Linked DNA regions of Ovis aries: region 2 is linked to region 1. A link is a contact called in public Hi-C data. All regions are on one chromosome and are shown on one strand. Each heading gives the region's core, a stretch centred on a gene start, on an enhancer-like site or on the middle of the called end of the contact. The rest is flanking DNA. Distances are from core to core; before and after follow the strand shown.

What was found. Hi-C and Micro-C count contacts between places; a contact is called where the count stands out from the background.
Region 2: a contact with region 1 is called in a Hi-C map of liver, with 3 times the contacts expected there. The contact joins two enhancer-like sites. A contact is called at or near these places in 4 of 16 Hi-C or Micro-C datasets (blood, liver and mixed tissues).

Annotation. Positions count from the first base shown.
Region 1 is chr21:37,044,563-37,049,717 of ARS-UI_Ramb_v3.0, forward strand. All of the region lies in intron 1 of LOC114110147 (a long non-coding RNA gene), which reads left to right. Among named protein-coding and RNA genes, the nearest start is that of FTH1, 5.7 kb to the left of the region's middle. Within about 2 kb of position 3,174, at least 47 of the 54 cell types and tissues checked have an H3K27ac peak or open chromatin away from gene starts, as enhancers often do. A contact at or near this core is called in liver, where this site is marked.
Region 2 is chr21:37,106,817-37,111,863 of ARS-UI_Ramb_v3.0, forward strand. No RefSeq gene overlaps it. Among named protein-coding and RNA genes, the nearest start is that of INCENP, 49 kb to the right of the region's middle. Within about 2 kb of position 1,940, at least 3 of the 54 cell types and tissues checked have an H3K27ac peak or open chromatin away from gene starts, as enhancers often do. A contact at or near this core is called in liver, where this site is marked.

The DNA.
Region 1 (5,155 bases), core at 1,924-4,423:
TATAATATACTATAAACGAGTTGGTACTAGAGCAGGAAGAGATGCATAGATCAACACTACTAAACGGTCCTACCTCATAGGAATGGGAATTGATGGCACCCCACTCCAGTACTCTTGCCTGGAAAATCCCATGGACGGAGGAGCCTGGTGGGCTGCAGTCCATGGGGTCGCTGAGTCTGACACAACTGAGAGACTTCACTTTCACTTTTCACTTTCATGCACTGGAGAAGGAAATGGCAACCCACTCCAGTGTTCTTGCCTGGAGAATCCCAGGGAAGGGGGAGCCTGGTGGGCTGCTGTCTATGGGGTTACACAGAGTCAGACAAGACTGAAGCAACTTAGCAGCAAAGTGGCATTTCAATTGGGAGGGAGGGCAAGAATGGGTTCAAATGATGTTGAAACAATTGATAGTCATGTGGGGGAAAATGACTCAGTATTTCAAAATATGTTCTTGATGGACTAAAGATCCAAGCCTTAAGCAAAACAAAACAAACCCTATAACGTTACCAGAAAACTATATAGAGGATTATCATTTAGAACTTGGACGTACAGAGTGTTCTTCGGAGGCTGTCATAAAAAAGAAGCCAGTTGCCAGGTTTGACTACTTGAAAATCTGGGCGGCTGGCTGGTTTGGTGACGTGGATGGTGGGATATTCTGGGCTATAGGGGGGCCGAGGTCACCCCCACTCTCACCGCACCTCACCCCAGCCTCCACAGAGAGGCGATGACAGAGGAAGAAGGACCAACTTTTGAACCCAAAGCAAAAAGACCAAGTCTTTAGAAAAGAAAGACTCTGCCAAACTAGAGAAAAATCAGTGACACTCAAGTTCCCAAAAGAGCTTCCAAAAGTAACAGGGTTGCAAAGCAGAATGTTATAAGAGTGCCTTGGTTATCAGGCGCATTGAATTACAGGAAAGGGATTAATTCAGATCCGAATTGGCCTCTGCAAGCAGGAGAGAAGGGGAAAGAAGCAATTCCAAAATTTCTGGGACTTGTAGTATTTAAGATAGATCTCTGTTTTTCAATTAGCAAAAAACAAAATCAAGAAATACTTTGAGTAACAAAGGCTGATTAAGATGAATCCTCCTGGCAGTGACCAAATCAAGGTCAAATGTCTTGACTGGATTAAGGTAGCTGCAGGGAGGAGAAGGCAATGGCACCCCACTCCAGTACTCTTGCCTGGAAAATCCCATGGATAGAGCAGCCTGGTAGGCTGCAGTCCATGGTGTCACTAAGAGTCGGACACGACTGAGTGACTTCATTTTCACTTTTTATTTTCACGCATTGGAGAAGGAAATGGCAACCCACTCCAGTGTTCTTGCCTGGAGAATCCCAGGGATGGCGGAGCCTGGTAGGCTGCCGTCTATGGGGTTGCACAGAGTCGGACACAACTGAATTGACTTAGCAAGCAAGCAAGCTGCAGGGAAGTTCTTTCAGTAGGACCAAGTGCCCAGGGAAAGAGAACAAAGGGTGTGATCCCACCAAAGCTTGATGAATTCAAAATATGTGGAGTTATATCTTTGAGGAGGCATACCTAGAAAAATATTCTGAATCTAGGAATATGAAGCTGACTGGTACCAAGCAGGTAGTCAACAAAATTCTTTTCTTTGCAAAAATGAGTGATTTTTCATTTTTAAAAAATTAAGGTATAATTAACATAAATAAAATGTAGAATCTTAGGTGTTTCATTAAATGTGTTTTGACATTTGAATACAGCTGAAACAAGATGCAGAACATTTTCATTATCCCAGAAATTCCCTTTGAACCCCTATCTGGTAGATTTCCTCCACTTCCCTCAAAACCACCACTCTTCTGAAATTTTCCAATAATTAACTTTGCATGTTCTAGAATTTCACTTAAATGAAATCATACAATTATAAAAATGAAAAGCTATTAAGACAAAAGATGCCATGTTGTTGTTGTATAGTCACTAAGTCATGTCAGACTCAGGGGCCTGCAGCTCACCTGGCTCCTCTGTCCATAGGATTTCCTAGGCAAGAATATTGGAGTGGGTTGCCATTTCCTTCTCCAGGAGATCTTCCAGACCCAGGGATTGAACCCATGTCTCCTCCACCGGCAGGCAGATTCTTTATCACTGAGCCACCAGGAAAGCCCAAAGATGCCATAAACAAAATGCAAATATAAATTAAGTTGATACTTGTAGCTTGTTAAATAGTGAAGATTAACCATACTATGAAAGAGATATTCGTATGTTTAACTGTATATTGCAGACACGTAAATCATTTTTGGATCGTCTTCCCTGTTAACTATATACTGTAAGCTCCTGGAAGGCAGGCATTGGTCCTGTCTTCTCCATCCTACACTTCAGGCATTTTGCAAGATGCTTGGAACTTGGTCCTCAGTATGCACTGAATGGATGGATACATGCACGATTGAAGGTGGAGGATGGATTAAAGTCAGACAAGAGGTCTGAGTACCTATTTGGAGGTAATAGCCCTAGCTCTCAGTGAGCAGAGGAGAGAGAAAGCAGAGTTGAGAGATATGGAGCAGATAGAACAGACAGGATGAGGTGGCTGATTTGATAGTGTCTCCGGGGTGGTAAGGGGTGGGAGTGGGCACGAGAGCCCCCAGCTTTCTGGCCTGGGGAGCTGGGTTACTGCTGCCATTTACTGAGGATGGGAGCACAGAAGGAAATGCAGTTTTGGGGGAAGACTGTTGAAGAAGGCCAGTGTGGTTTTGTATTAGCTGTGCCAAGTTTCAGGGCCTCTGGGACATCCAGGTGGACACAGCCAACGTTAAGTTGGACCTACCAGAAGTTGTTCCAGTGCAAAACAGAGGTTTCTTGGCTCTGTGCTTGCTTCAACACATGCAGCTACAGTCACCATCATGGCAAAACAGAATCAGCTTGGAATATGTAGAAGGTCCCGCTGGGGGAGGCTGGCTGGGAAAAATGAAAGGGGACTCTTGTGCTGGTGTGTGTGTGTGTCTGCGGGTGGTGCAGGTAGGGGTGTGTGTGTGTGTGTGTGTGTGTGTGTGTGTGTGTGTGTGTTTGCTTGGGCCTGTTCCACACTTTCTGGGAGCCCTGGGGTGTCAGAACTGCCATCTCCAAGCTTCTAGAGTCTTCTGAAGCCCTGGCCTGATCTTTGGACCTTTGTTGACCAGGTTTCCCCCACTCCCTCTCCTCCAGTTCCTCGTGACTCTGTGGAGGAGGGGAGTTTGGCAGGCCTCCCGGGACAGCCGCCTAGGCAGGAGGAGGCTCAGAGGAGGGAAGAGCCAGGCCTGTAGTTTCTGGAGAACAACCGCTAATCTGCTAATCCGGGAACTGGAGAGGAGTGAGGGAGGGAGCGGGGGTTGTGGGGGTGGGTGGGGTAGAGAGCTGCTGTCCCGCCATGACTCAGCACTCTGCTGGGCTGGAGGGGTTGGGCTTGGGCTCCAAAAGTGCTTTGTCATGGAGGGAAGGAGCCCGCTGGAAGATTTTATTGTAGGGTGAGCCACATTCCCTAGTGTGATTAGGTGTCCAGGCTGGAAGGAACAAAGGGGTCTAGTTCACCCAGCCAGGCCTCAGATGGTGTTTCTGCAGGAAAGAGGAGGTGTCACTTTTTGTTTGTTTTTCTTCTTTTTTAAAGAATTTTTTCCCTTTTTTTTTTTGGCCTCACTGCGTGGCTTGCAGGATCTTATTGAATCCAGAACCTCCATAGTGAAAACACAGAATCCTAACCACCGACCACCAGGGAATTCTCTTTTCTTTTTTTTATGGACCCATTTTCTTTCTTATTGCTTTTCTGCCTCACACTGAGTTCTCAACAGATATTGGAGCTCTCTCCTTTCTAGGGATTGTTGCTATGAGGCTATGATTCCACAGCGGGGAAATCATAGACCTCAGAATATTAAGGCTTAGAAAGGACCTTAGAGTTTCCAGATCAGCCTATTTTACAGAAAAAGAAGTGAGAGGCCCATAAAACGCTGGGGCTTGCCTAAAGCCATTATCACTGGCAGAAACACAATCTGAAAATGAAGGACAAGACACTTGAGGGTGTGGTCATTAAAATGGATAAATGTGTTGCTGGAAAGTATATGAAACAATGTTATGTGAAAAAGCAGAGCCCAACATAGTTTGTGCAAAGCTGAGGACCATGAAGAGGATCACCCGGACCTGAAGCATGGCTGAGGATTGGGCAAGAATGGGTTAAACGATGTTTTCACTGACCAGCCGGTGTTTTTAAATATCTAGGATTTTCCCTGGAGTTAGTAAAGTGAAGTGTGAGGAAATCAGAGTTCAGAAATTGGAAACCATGATACTGAATCAGATTCTGGTACATTTCTGGATGTTGCAACCATGATTCAGAGAGTTTGTCCTTAAACTGTTTCTTGAAAATCCATCCGGCAATGTAGACTTAGTCTAGGCACTCAGGTTCCCCCTTTCTCAGGAGATTAAGGTCAAGACCTGGGATGTTAGAGGATAACTTGAAAATGGAAGACTCTTTTTTTTTTTTTTTTAAGTCTTTACTGAATTTGTTACAGCATTGCTTCTATGTTTTGGAGTTTTGGGGTGTGTGGGATCCTAGCTCCCCAGTGGGGGACCGAACCCTCACCCCCGTGCACTGGAAGGCGAAGTCTTAACCACTGGACTGCCAAGGAAGTCCTAGAAGGCTCACTTTTTAAGGCAACTCAGGCCTTATGGCATCTATGGGAGCTCCCTCTGGAAGAGTCCACAACCGCACTTGTGGCAGAGACCTTGTCCCACGGGCCCTGGCTGTCATTTACTTGTCTGACTTCCCACTGGACTTTGGGCTCCATCCTAACGGGTATCCCAGACCCTAGCGCAGTCCAGGGGCCCTTCCAGTTCTGATAGATTTCAGCCCTAGGGCCCTTCTCTGAGATCAGGCCCAGTGGAATACCCTGTCTCTGACTAGTCTCTTCCTATATCCTTCCAAAGGACCTGCTGGGTATGTGCCCACATTCTGAAAGCGTCAGTGAAGTCACCTGGCCTTTCTGAACTTTTTTTTGTTTGGCCACACCACATGGCATGTGGGATCTTGGTTCCCAGACCAGGGATCGAACCCTCCAGTGAAAGCTGGGAGTCTTAACAATTGAACCACCAGGGAAGTCTCCCTTTCTCAACTTTGATGCTTGTATCTATTTACAGTCTCTGGAGTCAACCCTACCCCATGCTACCCTGGGTGCCCACCCCTCC
Region 2 (5,047 bases), core at 690-3,189, 61 kb after region 1:
CAGGACTTAGCGATTAAACAACAATGGTCTTTGTCAAACATTCGTCTTTATTTTGAAATAAAATTTAAAATATGAAAAAAGGGAAAAGTCATTCTAAAAACTGTAAAATAGTTCTTAGCTCATGAGCTGCACAAAATCAGACTGGGGGCAGGATTGGTCAGTGGGCTGTAGCTTCTTGGCCCTCTGCCCTCCGAGATCCGCATACATGTACATAAATATTTCTGCAGGAATGCAATGGCTGGTTGTAGGGTTCACACATCTTTACCCTCACTGGAAAATGCCAGTCTTGTGTGTGCGTGTGTGATTTCATTTCTTTATTTTTGACTGTGCTCGGTCTTCGTTGCTGCCCAGGTGTTTTCTCCAGTTGCAGTGCTTGGGTTTCTCACTGAAGTTACTTCTCTTGTTGCAGGACAGGCTCTGGGGCACGTGGGCGCAGTAGTTGCAGCTCCTGGGCTCTAGAGCACAGGTTCAATGGTTGTGGCGCATGGGCTTAGCCGTCCCACAGCACGTGGGATCTTCCTGGATCAGGGATCGAACTCGTGTCTCTTGCACTGGCAGGCAGATTCTTTGCCATGGAGCCATCAGGGGAGCCCCAGTACTGCTTAGTTTTATATTCCACTTGTGGAAAATGGAAATCCCATCTCCTCAAGCAAATGAGCCCATGAGAGCCTGCTGCACCAAGAAAAGGACATTCCTGTGGTCCTCTGGGGCTGGAGGGCTCTGCCACTCCAGGTCTCCTCTCCCTGTCCAGGTGAGGCTCAATGTGCCACTGTTAGGCTGGTACCTGTCAGAGGGCTCCAGGGAGGGTGGTGCTAGACAGAGTCTCACACCAGGCATTGAGGCTAGGTGGTGAGTTTGGATTTTATTTGAAAACCAGTGGACAGAGTGGAGCAGGGCTGTGACAAGTTGGAACTACATTTTAAAAGAATCACTTTGAAAAAAAATTAAAAAAATAAAAGAATCACTTTGGCTGCAGAGAGTGGATTTTTAGGGGACAAGAGAGGAGGAAGGGAGACCAGAAGGTAGCGACCTGACTGCAGGAGTCTTGTGAGAATTGAGGGGGCAGTTGGGGGCCCCATGGATGCGCCTCCTTCACGCCCACACACCCACACTTCACACCCACAGCTCCAGCCACCCTACTCTTATCCCCTTGCACATCCCGTACCCCATTACATTTTTCTAAAAAAAAGTATTTCTTTTTGGTCATGTTGGGTCTTAGTTGCAGTACATGGAATTTTTTCCATGCTCAAACACAACAGTTGCCCTTTGACCCGTGGGATCTTAGTTCCCCAACCAGGGATCAGGTTATTAACCACTGGACCGCCAGGGAGGTCCCATACTCCATTTCTGCAATCCTCTAACCCAGGGAACACAGTTCCCACTACAAATCTTCCCTGGCTGCTCCCTGCCCCGCAAAGCATCTGGCTCCACTTCATCTGATGTAATGATAAATGTGATAACCCTGTGTGATAAATATGAAACCCTAAGTCTGTTTGCTCACTGAACTTCAGAGGACTCTTACATTCAAATCTTTTTGTCATTCTGCCCATGGCCAGAGAGAACACACTGAAACAAGAGTGTGGAGCTGAATCCATTGTCTGGCACCCACAGCAGCTGTGATCCTGACTGGGGTGATCAGGAGATCAAGGACCCCAAGGATGAGCCCACAGGCTGGGTCACCAGGAGAAAGACAGCTTGGTAAAGTGGCCAAGCCAGACCTGGAGCCCACAGGGATGTGGGCTCCTTGAAATACTAAGAAAGTGTCTTCTGGAACCTCACTGTGCCAGAAGGAGCAAAGGTGGAGGTGCCCAGAGCCAGAACCTCCCTCAGATGGAATCCTGGAGCAACCAACTGGTTAGTTCCTTTTATCTCACCTACAGCGTCAGTGGTTGATACAGCGCCTCTGCCCACGGACATGACCCAAGGCACTGCTTGTATTCAGTGTGAGTTCTTGACTCCATTCCTGCCCGATCCACCAGAGAAGTTGTCAACCACAGAGAGAAATGAACTCACAACAAAAGGTCAAATCATCCAATTAGTTGGCTGCTGGGACTGAGAAAAGGAAATGTAGAGGGAGGAGAAAAGGAAGTAGGAAGGGGAGCTGGCCTGCCGGGGAGAGGGTGAGAAAATGGGGAAAGAATAAATACCTGGCTTCTATTTTTTATTTTTTTTGGTAAACGAATCAGGATATTGGGCTTCTCTGGTGGCTCGGTGGTAAAGAATTGTTAGGTAGGTAGAACAGGAAAAGGAGTCCGAAATGGCGGTGGCTACAGACGAGGAAGGGAAAAGCCCGCGAAAATGGAACAAAAGAAGGTCCAAGGGCCGAGGACCGGAGTGAGGACCTCAGGTTAAACAAACAACACTCCTGGCAGGCCCAATTTACATCGACAGGCCCAGAGAGAGACAAACATATAAACAGAGGAGCCAGGGCCAGCTCTCTCTCTCTCTGTCTCTCTCTCTCCCACGCGCTGAGGCGCTCTTCTTCTCGTGTCTTTAGATCGACGTGCCCTTACGCTTCAAAGATGGATTTTCCTGTTATCTTCTAAATAAAATAGAGCTGTAACACTGATTTGTCTAAGAGCTATAACATGGTCCATCTGAGACCTGAGAGCTATAACACAGTCTATCCAAGACCTGAGAGCTGTGACTTGCTGAGGGGGCTTTAATGTCCGTCACTCCAAATCTTTGTTGTGATGAGACAAAGAATCGAGGGACATACACTCGCGTGACAGAATCCTAAGGGCAATGCAGGAGAAGCAGTTTGATTACTAGGTGAGGAAGATCCCTTGGAGAAGGAAACAGCAACCCACTCCAGTACTCTTGTCCATGGGGTTACAAAAGAATCAGATACAACTTAGCAACTACACAACAACAAATTGGGATATTATTAACACTTAAAGTGGTGAAGCCTAAAGCAGGGAATGGCAACCCACTCCAGTATTCTTGCCTGGAGAATTCCATGCACAGAGGAACCTCGCGGGCTACAGTCCATGGGGTTGCAGTCAGACACTACTAAGCAATTAGCACACACACAATAGTAAAGAATGTGTTTTATTAAAACACAGCAAACTCTTTCAAGGTGAGTTAGACCAGGACTATACACAGTGTTACAGAGGCAGGGGCTCATCCATGAACTGTGCGGCTGGTCCAAGAAGTAATAAGTACAGAAGGCAAGAGAAATTGTTAAGCAAGTTTTATAGCAATTTCCAAGAGTAATTTTCTGACCGTTGAGTCTAATAATCAAAACAGGACTTGTGTTTTCTGGATTTATTTTCAAAATATCATATCCTTAGTGTAAGGGAGGCAATTTTTACCTCTGCCCTTTTAGGGTTTTTGGCTGGGCCTGAGGATTAAATTGACATAAAACAGATTAACAGGAGAAAAGCACACACCTTTATTTACAACAAGTCTTATATGACACAAGAGCCCTCGTAAGAAAATGCAGACTCAAAGAAAGTGATAAACCCTCAATGGTTTTTATAGTAGTTTGAACAAAGAGAGGCAATTGTAGAAAAGAAAGAAAAACATAAAGGAGGCTAACGGAAGATGAGAATTATTTCAGCAAGTTCTGTTTGTATAGAATTCTGGGTTCAACTCCCTGGCCTTGATAAAAACAATATTACTTTTCTCCCAGTATAGGGAAGGCATCTTCCATCTGGGGGTTTTAGCTCCTGCTTTTAGGCAATACCAAAGAATGCTCAAACTACCACACAATTGCACTCATCTCACATGCTAGTAAAGTAATGCTCAAAATTCTCCAAGCCAGGCTTCAGCAATACATGAACCATGAACTCCCTGATGTTCAAGCTGGTTTTACAAAAGGCAGAGGAACCAGAGATCAAATTGCCAACATCCACTGGATCATGGAAAAAGCAAGAGAGTTCCAGAAAAACATCTATTTCTGCTTTATTGACTATGCCACAGCCTTTGACTGTGTGGATCACAATGAACTGTGGAAAATTCTGAAAGAGATGGGAATACCAGACCACCTGACCTCCCTCTTGAGAAATCTGTATGTAGGCCAGGAAGCAACAGTTAGAACTGGACATGGAACAACAGACTGGTTCCAAATAGGAAAAGGAGAATGTCAAGGCTGTATATTGTCACCCTGCTTATTTAACTTCTATGCAGAGTACATCATGAGAAATGCTGGACTGGAAGAAGCACAAGCTGGAATCAAGATTGCCAGGAGAAATATCAATCACCTCAGATATGCAGATGACACCACCCTTATGGCAGAAAGTGAAGAGGAACTAAAGAGCCTCTTGATGAAAGTGAAAGTGGAGAGTGAAAAAGTTGGCTTAAATCTCAACATTCAGAAAACGAAGATCATGGCATCCAGTCCCATCACTTCATGGGAAATAGATGGGGAAACAGTGTCAGACTTTATTTTTTTGGGCTCCAAAATCACTGCAGATGGTGATTGCAGCCATGAAATTCAAAGATGCTTACTCCTTGGAAGGAAAAGTTATGACCAACCTAGATAGCATATTCAAAAGCAGAGACATTACTTTGCCAACTAAGGTCCCTCAAGTCAAGGCTATGGTTTTTCCAGTGGTCACGTATGGATGTGAGAGTTGGACTGTGAAGAAGGCTGAGCGCTGAAGAATTGATGCTTTTGAACTGTGGTGTTGGAGAAGACTCTTGAGAGTCCCTTGGACTGCAAGGAGATCCAACCAGTCCATTGTGAAGGAGATCAGCCCTGGGATTTCTTTTGGAAGGAATGATGCTGAAGCTGAAACTCCAGTACTTTGGCCACCTCATGCGAAGAGTTGACTCATTGGAAAAGACTCTGATGCAGGGAGGGATTGGGGGCAGGAGGAGAAGGGGACGACCGAGGATGAGATGGCTGGATGGCATCACTGACTCGATGGATGTAAGTCTGAGTGAACTCCGGGAGATGGTGACGGACAGGGAGGCCTGGCGTGCTGCGATTCATGGGGTCGCAAAGAGTCGGACACAACTGAGCAACTAAACTAAACTGAACAGAACTTTAGGGAGAAAAGGGGGAGAATCAGAATACCCTTCTTACACCTGCTGTGTTAAA